2 separate regions of the Mus musculus genome follow, and region 2 is linked to region 1. A link is a contact called in public promoter capture Hi-C data. All regions are on one chromosome and are shown on one strand. The core of a region is the stretch at or near the end of the contact, and the rest is flanking DNA. Distances in the headings are between cores, read along the strand shown. Region 1 overlaps Gm29873 (a long non-coding RNA gene). Region 2 has its middle 4.5 kb from the start of Gm38957.

Evidence for each region. Promoter capture Hi-C pulls out the DNA fragments that hold promoters and counts their contacts.
Region 2: a contact with region 1 is called in a promoter capture Hi-C map of HPC-7-derived erythroid cells, with 8 times the contacts expected there. The contact joins two enhancer-like sites. A contact is called at or near these places in 12 of 39 promoter capture datasets (the 3T3-L1 cell line, the HPC-7 cell line, HPC-7-derived erythroid cells and 8 more), 3 of 15 datasets of contacts at CTCF or cohesin (CD8 T cells, the NIH/3T3 cell line and embryonic stem cells), 19 of 484 Hi-C or Micro-C datasets (the 3T3-L1 cell line, the AtT-20 cell line, the G1E-ER4 cell line and 11 more), 12 of 115 datasets of contacts at active chromatin or transcription factors (CD8 T cells, the HPC-7 cell line, T-cell acute lymphoblastic leukemia and 7 more) and 4 of 9 other capture datasets (adipose tissue, embryonic stem cells, liver and 1 more).

The regions. Positions count from the first base shown.
Region 1 is chr11:95,681,104-95,687,088 of GRCm38.p6, forward strand. Gm29873 (a long non-coding RNA gene) reads right to left here. Exons shown (of 3, transcript XR_388979.4): 2 at 5,100-5,209; 3 at 1,541-3,013. Among named protein-coding and RNA genes, the nearest start is that of Gm29873, 3.2 kb to the right of the region's middle. Within about 2 kb of position 1,353, at least 29 of the 459 cell types and tissues checked have an H3K27ac peak or open chromatin away from gene starts, as enhancers often do.
Region 2 is chr11:95,769,203-95,775,503 of GRCm38.p6, forward strand. No RefSeq gene overlaps it. Among named protein-coding and RNA genes, the nearest start is that of Gm38957, 4.5 kb to the right of the region's middle. Within about 2 kb of position 1,914, at least 39 of the 459 cell types and tissues checked have an H3K27ac peak or open chromatin away from gene starts, as enhancers often do.

The sequences.
Region 1 (5,985 bases), core at 103-2,602:
TCTTCAGACACACCAGAAGAGGGCATCAGATCCCATTACAGATGGTTGTGAGCCGCCATGTGGTTGCTGGGAATTGAACTCGGGACCTCTGGAAGCAGAGCAGTCAGTGCTCTTAACCTCTGAGCCATCTCTCCAGCCCTCTTCTGTGTTTTAATATCATTACAAACAGGGTTGCTCCGCCCGCCAGAGTTGATCAGTTCTCTCCTGGCAGGAGGGATGCAGTTGGTATCGGATGATCAGACCCAGTTCCCTGCTGTTGTCCACTTGTAGACATGAGGTGGCTTGGATTTCTCTGCAGTGGGTTCTGCTTCACTTTGCTGGCCAGCTTGGCAGTCTCTTGGCATCTGAGGAATCCCAAATACGTTCATTTAGATCGTGGAGTGAGAGCTGACCTGGGACTGAGAAATGACCAGGACTGACCTCTTACCTTACTTAGGAACAAGGCGGAAGCAAGCACTTTCTCCTCTCCCCGCCTGACCTCACAGGGACCCTTAGGAAGGCACGAAGGCCCTGTCTAACCGGGACCCTGCAGTTCCTCTCCCGCAGGGCCAGGCTGATCAGCAGGACAGATTTGGGGTGGAGCTAAAGGAGGGGATCTCCCAACATTTGTACACCTTTCACCTTTCACCAGACCTACGCAGGCTCTAGTCTCTCACCTCCCAAGAAGGGGAAGGTCCCCTCCAAGCCAACACCGAAACTGGGTGTCCTCACACTCCCAGGCCTCCTATCTCTTCTTACTTATACATTTGCTTATAAGACCGGGGAGGCCTGCAAATGATGAGGTGCCTGACTCAGGCACACTGAAGACTGCAGCAGAAAGAACCTAATTTCTAATAAGTTCCAGACCACCATCCACTCTCCAGCCATCCCCTTTTCCTGCCATTTATTACTTTGGACACCCTTGGGAGGAGGAGGCAGGAGGCTCCCCTCTCTCCCTCAGGCCCTTTTAAGGACCCTTGTGTTTCCTGCATTTGGCAGGAGATTGGGTTTCGTTTCCAGGTGTCTGGGAGTCCGGACTGTAAAGCTGCCTGTTGGTGACTGGATCCCTCCTGCTTCAGGGCAGCCCATGGGGTGATGGGCTGGCTAGGCCCTTGCTGGCTTCGCTGTCGGCCTCCCTATCACAGATGGCAGAGGTATATCCCGGTAGCAACCTTGGGGCCTCTCTCTGCCTTCACTTCCGCAGAATAAATCTTTTCACAAATGTTCAAGAGCTGTTAAGTGGCTTCTCAGCCCCTCTGATGGCCTCTGGGTTTGTGAGACTATCACAATGGGCCTTTATCAACGCCATTCTACCCGCCTGGGATGGAGAGCCATGGCCTGGCCTTGCCTGGCCAGGGAGAGAACAGGAAGTGGCTTCCTCCCTGTTGGCTCCACAGGGATGAATGGTTTCCTTGTTCGGGCTCAAAGGCTTACATGCTAAGATGTGGACCTGGATGAGGGAGGAACAGAAACCTCAAAGGCTTGCTGCCATCTTTCTCACTTCTGAGAACTTGATCACTTCACAATGGTGGGGCAGGGTTCTAGTCACTTCTATGTGGGTTTCTTCAAAAAATGAGGAAGACGATGGACCATTTGTCAAATAGTGGTGAATGACATTTGTTATTTTTTAATCTTTGATTAGAGGCAGTCTCCCATGTAGCATAGGCTAGCCCGGATCTCCTCTTTCTCCTTTCTCTGGCCTGAGTGCTAAGTCACAGGCACGATGTGCCACCATGTCTGCTTTGTAGATGCCATGCTATTCTAATGAGGCCTCCCAGCACCTGCAAGGGGAGTTGTGTAGTTAGGACCTCCCCGGGACCTTTGCCATCTGCCATCAATTTTGGGTGAAGCCACCAGCCCTGTGGGAAGTAACCTGGGTAAGGAGGTGGCTGTGGGACAAGGCTTGTTTCATCAGTAGCACCTCCCCTGAAAACACTGATCCTCACCTTCATTTGCCCCTCCCCCCATACCTGTGCTACAGCTCTTCTCCCCTCCTATTGGACAGCCTGCCCTTCCCAACACCCACAGCTCCAGGTGCCCTGACCTTTGAGTCTTGATTCGTTTGCTTCTCTTGGGCAACACATGGTCCCTTGTCCCCTATCCCCACTGTCTCTTCCTGGTCTGAGCAACATGCATCCACATTCCTGGGAGGCGCTTGGCATTCTGCACTGGAGTGCAGTTTGGTGTACATGTTTGTGAACATACGTATGTGTATTCTCTCCTCTGCCATAGCTTAGGCCAGGAAACCCTCCCTCTTCTTGTCCCTTTGTTCTTATGGGAATCCGTGTTGGTCAAGTAAATGGAAAAAGGAACCGAGCTCATGGTGCTGAGTTAGAAGACCAAGCTGGGAGCTAAGGCTCTAGCTCTGGGTGAGTGTGGTTTTGTTTTGAGGCAAGGTCTCATGTATCCCAGGCTGGCCTCCAACTTATTATGTAGCTGAGGATGGCTATGACATCATCCTTCTGCAGTCTATGTCCCAAGTACTGGAAGCACACAGATTTTGTGGTCTCTCAGTTAGGCAGGATATCTGCTAACAGTACCCCTTCAATTCTTGGGGGTTATCCCTCCCTCCTTATCTGTGCTCCTGAGTGCTCCAGCCACAGCATCGAAGGTTGCAGCAGAGCCCAGTGGTGGCCCACAGAACCTAAAACACTATCCCTCCCTAGGGACTAGGAAACATGGCTGACCCCTGACTTGGGAGATCGGATCGTCTCAAAGGGAAGACCTCTGGAATCTGGAGGCCTTGGGCCCCAGGGAGAGTTATTAGATACAGTGTATTGTGTCCAAGGCCGCAGTGGTCTGAGGAGTAGTCACACTGAGGCTCTTACGTGTGGCATACACCATACCACCTGTTTGCACACTTGTTCACTGACTTACACACATGTCCAAGGCACAGAAGGAGAATGGGGGAGCAAATGGGGCTTTGGAAGGAAGAGGAACGCCATAGTCGCCAACGGATCTGAGGAGGTCTAGATGTCAAACACCTCTACTTTCCTGGCTTTGTCCTCTGGGAGGTATTTGCTGCTGGACCATCCTGTCAATGCAAGAAGAGACAAGGAAAGTGATGAGCCCTCTTGACCCCCCAAAATCATGGCTTCTAGCTTAGGTCATGTCAATCCTCGACAGTCAGAGACTCAAAGAGAACCTGCAGAAGCTCTTTGTGGTAGATTGTGCCAAACCTGACCTTTTCCAGTTTGAGGGATTGTCCCCTTACCCTGAGCCACCACCTCTGACTTTGTCAAGGTCCTCTTTAGCGCGTCTTTCCTCCAGGCTCCTTTCCTATTTAATGGTACTCCACTAACATCCCAGACAGCAGGGAACAGCGGGGAGTTTTCAGCTCCTTGGGAATGCTTCTTCCTTTAGGTGTGGAGGGCCAGGAGTCCTGCTGGGCGTCCCACAGGATCAGGTAGGCCCAGGTCTCCACACTCTGTAGTGCTGTCCTGAGGCTCCTGCTCAGCTCTCAGTTCCAGTGTTGACACTCAGCTTGGAGATCCTTTCTTTGCACTCACAGGTGCCTTACAGCCTCTTCTTCATGCCTCTCACCAGTAGTTTTGTTACCAGCTAGACTAGACTAGTCAGGAAGCCAAACACCACCTTCTCCTTTGAAAGCCCCTCCTGCCAGTGAACTCAGCAGTGCTCACTGCCAGGATGAAGATGGCCACTGGGTGGGACTTCCCATGGGCTCACTCAACGGTGACTCAAAGTAGAGGGAAAGTTGTAGAACCAGAGAGATCTGGGTTTGAATTCTGGCTCTTGAGAGAACTCTTATCAGTTACATAAATTCTACACTCTGGGTTTGTTTGTTTTTTTAAATATGTGTTTACACTTTTTAATGTTTTCTTTATGTGCATTTATGTGCACTGGTGTTTTGCCTGCCTATCTGTGTGTGGGTGTTGGATCCCCTGGAACTGAAGTTACAGACAGTTGTGAGCCACCATGTGGGTACTGGGAATTGAATCTAGGACCTCTGGAAGAACAGCCAGTGTTCTTAACCACTGAGTCATCTCTCCAGCCCCTGGGTTGCTTGTTTGTTTTAATTAATACATAAAAACAAAACTGAGAGAGCTGGGGATGTAGCTCAAGGGGAGAACACGTGTCTAGCATGCACAAACTCCGGGGGGGGGGGGGTCCCACCTGCAGTAACTCACAATAAAAAACAACTTCAGTTTCAACAACAGCAACCCCCCTGAGGCTATGACTCTTGTCATTTGGATACAAAAGGATTAAAGGCTTAGTTTCTAATGCAATGCCCCGTGGTATGATTTGGGGAAACTGGGTGGATCATGGGGGCTCTGACCTAATCATGAGCCAGGAAGAGTGGATAACAATACTCTCTACATAAGCATCAAAGCTTGAGTTCACATGCCCAGCACCCATATAAAAAAGGCAGGCATGGTTTTTAGTGCCTGTAACCCCAGTGTGGGCTTGGATGAAGACAGAAGGATTGCTGGGCTTGTGGGCCACCAGCCTAGTCAGAAAAGAATTCACAAGCTCCAGGTTCAGTGAAACATCCCACTTTATGGAAACTCAGAGTAATAGAGTAGGAGACTGGACTTAGACATCCCCCTTTAGTCTCTGCATGTAGGCTGATAAATGCACACTTTATATACATGCACACACACACAGGATTGATCCATTGATGGATTCCCAAGTTAATGACATTGGGAGGCCTCGTTGGAGGAAGTCACTCAGCGTGGCCATGTGGCCTTTGCCCCTCCTCTCATTCTCTGCACCCCCAACGCCCCCAGCCGGTACGAGGCAAGCAGTGACCCTCCACATGCTCCCTCTGTAGTGATGTTTCTGACCATGGACTGAGGCCTCAGAAATCGTGAACCCGACTAAACCTTTCTTCCTTTAAGCTGATTTTCCTCAGGTAACGTTTCGCAGCAACAAAAAGTTGGTTAACATCTCCGTATGACAGTGCTGTTGCAGGATGAGCTGCGAGGCAGGGAAGCTCTCGCTATCAGAGTGCTGAGGGATGTTTCCACCTCCCACGGAGGCCTTAGACACTGCTGTGGTTTGTGGGAAGGCTCTGTGATGGGCAGGCTTGGAATCCAGTGGTTTATTCTCAGGAGTTATTCACTCATAGGGGCCAAACCCTGAGCCAGGCGTGACTATACCTGCTTTTCTCCACCAGGTGGCAGCAGCCTGATTGCCATCGAGAGTTCCAGTCTGGGTGACATGAACAACTTGTTCAGAAAAAGATCCATCTGTTCTGGCCTGGCCAACACTGAAGATAAGCAAATAGGTTAAGGTGACCCTCTGAATATTGAGTTCCTGATAGAGAACCCCTTGGCATCTGTGGTTGTAAATATACTAACAAGTTCTAACCACAGGCCAAACTGGTGTTATCCATGTTTTACCAGGGGAAACCAGAACCTCTAGGCAGGCTCTGGTCTCACCTGTTGTGTGTCTTAGACCAGTGAGGCTTTCAGGGTGCTGAATGCGCAGGTTTTAGTGGCCTGAGGTCAGTTTCGGGGGGGCGGGGCTTATCCAGTTGTTAATAAATTTATAGGACACAGAAGGGACATCGGATTTTCTTTCTGAAACCCCCAAAGATTCCCTTGCAGTTTCCCAAAATACTTGGGAGCGGAAGGAGGATCCATCATGAAATCTGATAGGTCAAGTGTTCAGGGAGGCTTGACCTGCAGACTTGAAGGTGTTTTTAATGAGTGGACAGGCCTGAAAAGGCAAATGTTACACTTGAGTTTTGTTTAATCCATTCATCCAGCAAGTATGTGCAGTCCTAGGTCAGATGCCTCAGGGGATAAAAATGCAGATAGGACACAGGTCCTTTGTCCAAAGGCTCCATCCAGGGGCTTGGAGAGGTAGCCTAGCAGTTAAGGGCACTGGCTTCTCTTCCAAAGAGTCCAGGTTTGATTCCCAGCCCCACAAGGTGGCTCACGTCCATCTGTAACTCTAGTCCCAGAGAATCAGATGCCCTTTTCTCCACCCCAGGCACCAGGCACACACAGTGGTGCACAGATATATGTGCAGAATCAAACA
Region 2 (6,301 bases), core at 664-3,163, 89 kb after region 1:
AGAGCCATTTGTCCTTCACCTTCTAGTCTTTCACCACAGACCGACGGTTCCCTTAAAAATCAAAGGTCACCCAGTGCATCTCTGGGTCATCTTTTTCTCATCTGATGAAGTCTTCCTGAGTACCTACCCTTCAAACTAAAGGAGCGCGAGCTGCCGCTGGGGCGCACATAGCATCGCGTAACACTTGGTTCTTCCAGTGGCTAGCCTAGTCATAGGAGGAGAAAAGTGCTCTCTGGGGTTAACAAATTCCTTTCTTGATTTTTGATCAGCCCCTCTCTCTCATCAGCCACCTGTCCCCCTTGTAAGCCCCATTACGTCATTTACAAAGTGTGATTGATGTCTAATGTATGAAAGACGGAGGAAAAAGGAAGCTGATGTGTGCTCTGTGTGTAGTATGTGCACTTCACTGTAAAGATTACTTTAGCAACTGGCTGGTCTCTCGTGTCCCAAATTAAAGTTTGTGCTGTGTAATGGGTTGATAGTTCCCTCCTAAAGCAAAAACAGATGAGCTCTTTCGGTGAGGAAACAGGATTTTTTTTTTTTTTTTTTTTTAGGCAAATGAACACTAATTAGAGTATCCTGACCTGAGTCAAAAGCTTTGCTTTCTGACTTACAGTCTCTTGCATCTTTCCTTCCAGTTATTAGTACCCAGGCACCCAAGACTGATTGATGGTCGCACACCGTGGGAGACTTGAAAGGCGGCTGTTGATAAATTTTTCATCCTTTTTTTTGTCTGTGAACAGACAGGATGCCAGTGGGTGGGACAATACCAAATTGTGAGAATTGGGTTGAAAATACAGAAGTCAAGACATTGGAATGCCCCACTGGCTGTTTGGATTGAGAGCGGCATGCACACTGGAAGAGGTAGAGTCTGTGGTGCAGAAATCATTCCCAAGTGTCTAAAGGACCCTCCATGTTTGCCGCTGCGGTCAGTCTTGGGAACTGGGTGCTTTGAATCGGTTCCTTTTTCTCCAGTGTCCCGGGCGTTTGGATAGCGAAGAGCCATAGTCACCTGTCACTGGGAAGACCCATACCCTTCGAGAAGGATGGCTGCGTTATTGTGTCTGGATTAGGATACTTTTGGTCAAGTATCAAAGAGAGTTGTTGCCCCTCAGAGGTTTCCCCATCACTAACCCCAGCTTACCTTCATCCTATTTGAGCTTCTCTGGTGAGATTGGGGATATGGCAGATTACTCGAAAATGATTTTATAGGTGATGGAGATGCTCAAAAAGGGAGGGAAGCTGGGGCTTTGTTTAATGTCAAAAGGAAATCGGATGGTTTCAGTCGAGTCAAGAGCCTGCCTGTATGGGTCTGAAAAGAGAGCAGTGGCTTGTTTCTGTGTCTCTGGCTCCCGTGAACGAGCACAGCCTCTCCATCTGCCTTACCATGTAGGGAGCCAGGGAGCCAGAAACAGGGTCTCCATCACACCCCGAGTAGGCTCTGTGACTCTGGCTGCATTGGAAAATACACATGATCACTCACTTGAGTTAAGTTGGAAAGAAATAAATGGTGTAGTGTAATGTCTGTGTTTACTTCTCAAATTGTATTGCTAGATATGTGGCCTCAAAAAACCAGGTGAATTATCTTCCAGAATATGAGGGGTTGGGAGTAGGGGTGAGGGTTGTTTTGGGTTTTTGTTTCCTCTGCAGTACTTGTTTTGGCCATACGGGGCGATAAAGTACTTTCTTCTTAGCTTTTAAGTCTCTTCTGGGCTACCTCTTGGCTCACTGATTGGATTTGACTAAAACATTTTCACGATCACTAAGTTGAGCAGTTACTCAGGCCTGGTGATGTGAGCAGAGATGGGGTCCTGTGTCTGAGGTCCATGTGGCTCGTCAGGCATCATAACCAGCAAGCCTTTGTTAATATTGGTTCCATGAAACCGAAAGCTAGCCCTTATCATAAAGGCTCCATTGTTTACTAAACGCAGAACTAAAGGTGACCCTCCTCCCTGTTTCCACCCTCCCATTGCAGCCCAGTCTGCCCTATCACATCTGTGACAGCAGTGGGGACCTCTCATGTGTAAGCACACGCTCTCTCACTTTTTCTGCTCCAGGTGGGTAGGAAGGTCTCCCAGAGCAGGCCTGGCCCTCTCTCTGCACAGGTTCCTTGTCTTTGGGCTCCTGGCCCTCTTCAGCTCTCGGGGAATATTGAATGCGTCCTTTGCAGTGTCTCCAGAGGAACAGTTGGCTATCCACTCAGGAAAGCACAGGCCTGAGGCTGTTTACCTTGCAGGGTCAGGAAGCATTTTCCTGTGGAAGGGCCTCCTGCTGATTTTCTCCTGGTCCTTTCCCCCAGCAAGAGTCTGTGCAGTGCCAGTCGGGGGGTCCTTGTAATTCCAGCCCAGGCAGAAGTGGAAGGGAAGCAGTGACCAGGGTAGATAGCAGGTGTCCGGGTGTCCCCACAGTCCTGAGGTCACTTGCACTTTCTCATTTCTTAAAGGAAGTCCAGTGTTCTTGCCAGGAATCCTTAGCCTTAGGTTTACAAAGCTTGCTGTTGAATGTTCGTCCGGAGGAGTGTAAGAAGGCAGGAACTGCTTGGTTCCAGTCCTGCCTGCAAGGTCAAGAAGGTTTAAGACTACGTCTAATCTGGAATCCTTACCTCTGTAGAGGGCGTTGAAGGTCAAGCTGGGACGGTGAGGGGTGCTGTAAAGAAGGTCATTGGGCCTTCAGTTGTGGGTGGGGGTGAGTGGTGGGCAGGACAGAGTCTTACTAGGATGGGAAGGAGGGAGAGGAGGGCTTGGCCCAGGGAGCTGGCCGCATGGTGGGTGGAGCCAGGTGGGCTCTGAACTGGTCCAGATGCCTGGCTTCCCTTAGCCATCTTTTCCCTAGCATCCTGTCAGACCCCCGGCGTGATGATATGCTTCCCTGTGTTAACTCTACCAATATTATTTTTTTAGCAATGGAAATGCACTTTTTTTTAATTTCAACTCAATCATGATTTTAAGTATAAAAATTTATAGATTGTTAAAACTACTTTTTTGTGTATTTTTAACCACTCAATGTAGCATTGTATATTTTATTCTTATTGAGACTCTGGTACAAGGTGTGCCATTTAATGATTTTTTCCCCCCAACATGCTGGGCCTTTGGATGTGTACGGTAACCAACTTCATGCTAATGTTCAAAGTAAAAAAAGAAAAGTAGCCATATTCCCACGTGTCTTCTCTTCATTTCTTCTCCAAGCTCAGATGACATTTTGAGGGCCCCTTGGTCAATGATTGTTCATTTTATGTAATCATGTGACCCACGTCTGTATTATTGGTTCGTATCTCCAATGCTGTTGGTAGTGTGCCTACCCTAAGCCCCAAATCCAGCCTGGTCCCTTAAGAATAACATTCTTCCTGTCCCCCACCTGCCTGTCCAGTTAGTTATAGTGACTGAGTCTCAAGCTTGTACACAGTAGGTAAACTGTACCACTGAGCTACATCCTGTGTCCTCCTCTTAATTTGTGTTTTGAGATAGGCCCTTACTGAGTCGCCCGGGCTAGTCCTAAACTCACTCAGGAACTCAGGGAGGCCTTTAACATGCTGTCCTCCTGTCTCAAGCTTCCTGACAAGCCTGGGTCACAGGCTGCACCACCAGGTCCGTGTGAGCCTGTACGATGTACTTCCAAGTCTGCCCCGATCTCATCTCTATAGTGCTGCTGCCTTGGTGCCCCTGAGCTGCAGGCAGCAACACTGCTCTGGCCAACTGAGCAGTGAGCGCAGACTTTCCAAGAGGGGTGTTTGGGGGAAGGATCAGGATTGGGTGTGACCCAGCTAGAAGAGTTAACCCCAAGTGCAAACAGCTTATCCAGTATAGTCAGTGGGAGGCAGCTTTTCTCCTCACCCCCGTGGGGTTCAGTCCCCCAGCCAGTCATATCAGTGTGTCTGGTGAGTGCCTAGAGAGTGAGAGGTGGGCAATACTGGGAGCCCTCACTCTCACAAAACATGCTCTCCAGTGGAGGAAAGCTGACTTGCTGATCTCTGTCAGCTAAGCCTGGAGCCATGGCCTGTATATAATTCAGCCACGTGAGAGGCCGAAGCAACAGGATCTGACATTCAAACCAGCCTGGAAAACTCAGTGAGACCCAGATTTCAGTACAAAACAGGAGGATCTGAGGATGGTGTTGGGTGTCCACCCAGCATGGCAAAGGTCCTGGGGCCCATTTTTGCACTGGGTGAGGGGGCATAGGAAGGGGTATATACATTTAAAATTATGTAATTTGGTGTCAGGTGATGTGGGTCCCTGTAACCTGAAGCTTGCCCTCTGAGATAGGGCTGTGCCAACTGGAAGATAAGCCAGCTCTGTCACAAGCCTTTCCAATTCACATCTACCCTGTTTGTTCCTTTTACGGGATTCCAATTAGGGAGTTTAGTGTCTAGGAAGGAAACCGTATTGTTCACATTTCCCTCTGTTTGAAACCTCGTAGAACAGAGCAGAACTGAACAGATCACAGAATTGCCTTAGAGTGTGATGTGTGAGTGTATGTGTGGTGTGGTATATGTGTATGGTGTGTGTGTGTGTGTTTGTGTGTGTGTGTGTGGCATGTTATGCATGCAGGTGTTCCCTAGAAGGCCAGAAAGAGGGTGTCAGATGCCCCGGAGGCTGAAGCTCCTGACGGTTCTGAGCTGCCTGATGTGGGTGCCGAGATCAGCACAGTTTCTTTTCTTTGTTTTCTGTTTGTTTGGTTGGTTTTGATTTTGAGACAAAGGCTCACAGTTGCCATGATTGGCCTGAAGCTGTGTGAAGACCAGGCTGCCTCTTCGTCCTCAGTGCTGACATTAACGGGTGTGGCCACGCCTAGCTGTTCTTGTCTTGCGGATGGATTTAGTAGTCCTGGCTATGTACTACGCGCTATGCATTTGAGGGTGACACTGAGCTCCCATTCTTCCTGCTTCCAGCTCCCAAGTGCTAGGTTTACAGGTGTGTGCCACCAGGCCCGGCCACACATTTCCCTTAGTAGTACACCACCAGCATACATTCCACCAGTGGCTTTCAGACTTTGTTTTTGTTTTTGGGAGGGTTTTTGAGACAGGGTTCCTCTGTGTAGCCCTGGCTATCCTGGAACTCACTTTGTAGACCAGGCTGGCCTCGAACTCAGAAATCTGCCTGCCTCTGCCTCCCGAGTGCTGGGATTAAAGGCGTGCGCCACCACGGCCGGCTCAAACTTTGAATACAATGCTAGTAAGAAATATGTTACTGGTATTTTCTGTCTAACACACATGCAAACATTTACTTATATAAGTGAAAAAAAAAATCAAGAACGATAGCCCTATCTACTGTGCGTTTATTCATTCATTTATTTGAGAGAGTTTCACTGTGTACTTCTGGCTGACCTGGAGCTCATGATATAACACAGGCTGGCCTTGAACTTACAAATCTCCAACCTCAGCCTCCCAAGTCCTATGACTTAATTGCCTATTGATATATGTGTATGTATGCTTTGTGTGTGTGTATGTGTGTGTGTATGTGGTATGTTTGTGTGTAGTGTGTATTATTTATGTGTGTGTGTGTGCTTGTTCGTGTGGGGGGGTGTGGTGTGTGGTGTGTGTTTCTGTTTAGTGTGTGTTATGTATGTGTGTGTTCTTGTTCAGGTGGGGTGTGTGTGTATGGTGTGTGTGTTGTGTGTGTATGAGTATCAGTAGGCCAGATGATAGCCTCAGAGTGTCATCCTCAGAAATGTTATCCACCTCCCTTGAGAGAAGATGTCTCACTGAGCTCTAAAGTCACCTGTTAGGCTAGGCTGGCTGGCCAGCAAGCCCCAGTGATCCTCCCGTCTCTCCCTCCCCAGCCCTGGGATTAACAATGAAGTGCCCCCAACACCTAGCCTTTGAATGTGGGTTCTCAAATGAACTCTGAGACTCCTGCTTGCAAGGCAAGCCCTCTACAGACGGAACCATCTTCCTCAGCCCCTGGCCTTATTATTTTTTTAAATGTGGATCATGAGCCCCTAAATTAATTTTGAGGCTCACTAATGAGTTCTGTTTGGAGTACAAACCCTGTCTCAGAGCAGCATATGTCCACAATTTTGTTCAGTCCCTTTGCAGTAGCAGCCTGAATTCAATTTCACAGACAATCGGGTTATTTAACTGGATTTTCCGATGTCTTAAGCTTTGCCACTTCTCTTTCTGATTGCATCCACATTGGCCATTATTCAGCCCAGTGTCCTGCATGGAGCCCCTTCATTCTCAGACACTTTGCAGTTCTTTCTCACTGGAGCCCATTGACCCAGTACTTGTACCATAATAGGTTGCTAACTACAAGGATGTCTTTGCATTCAAACATAGACGCCTTTTGGGAAATGTGTACTGGGCGTT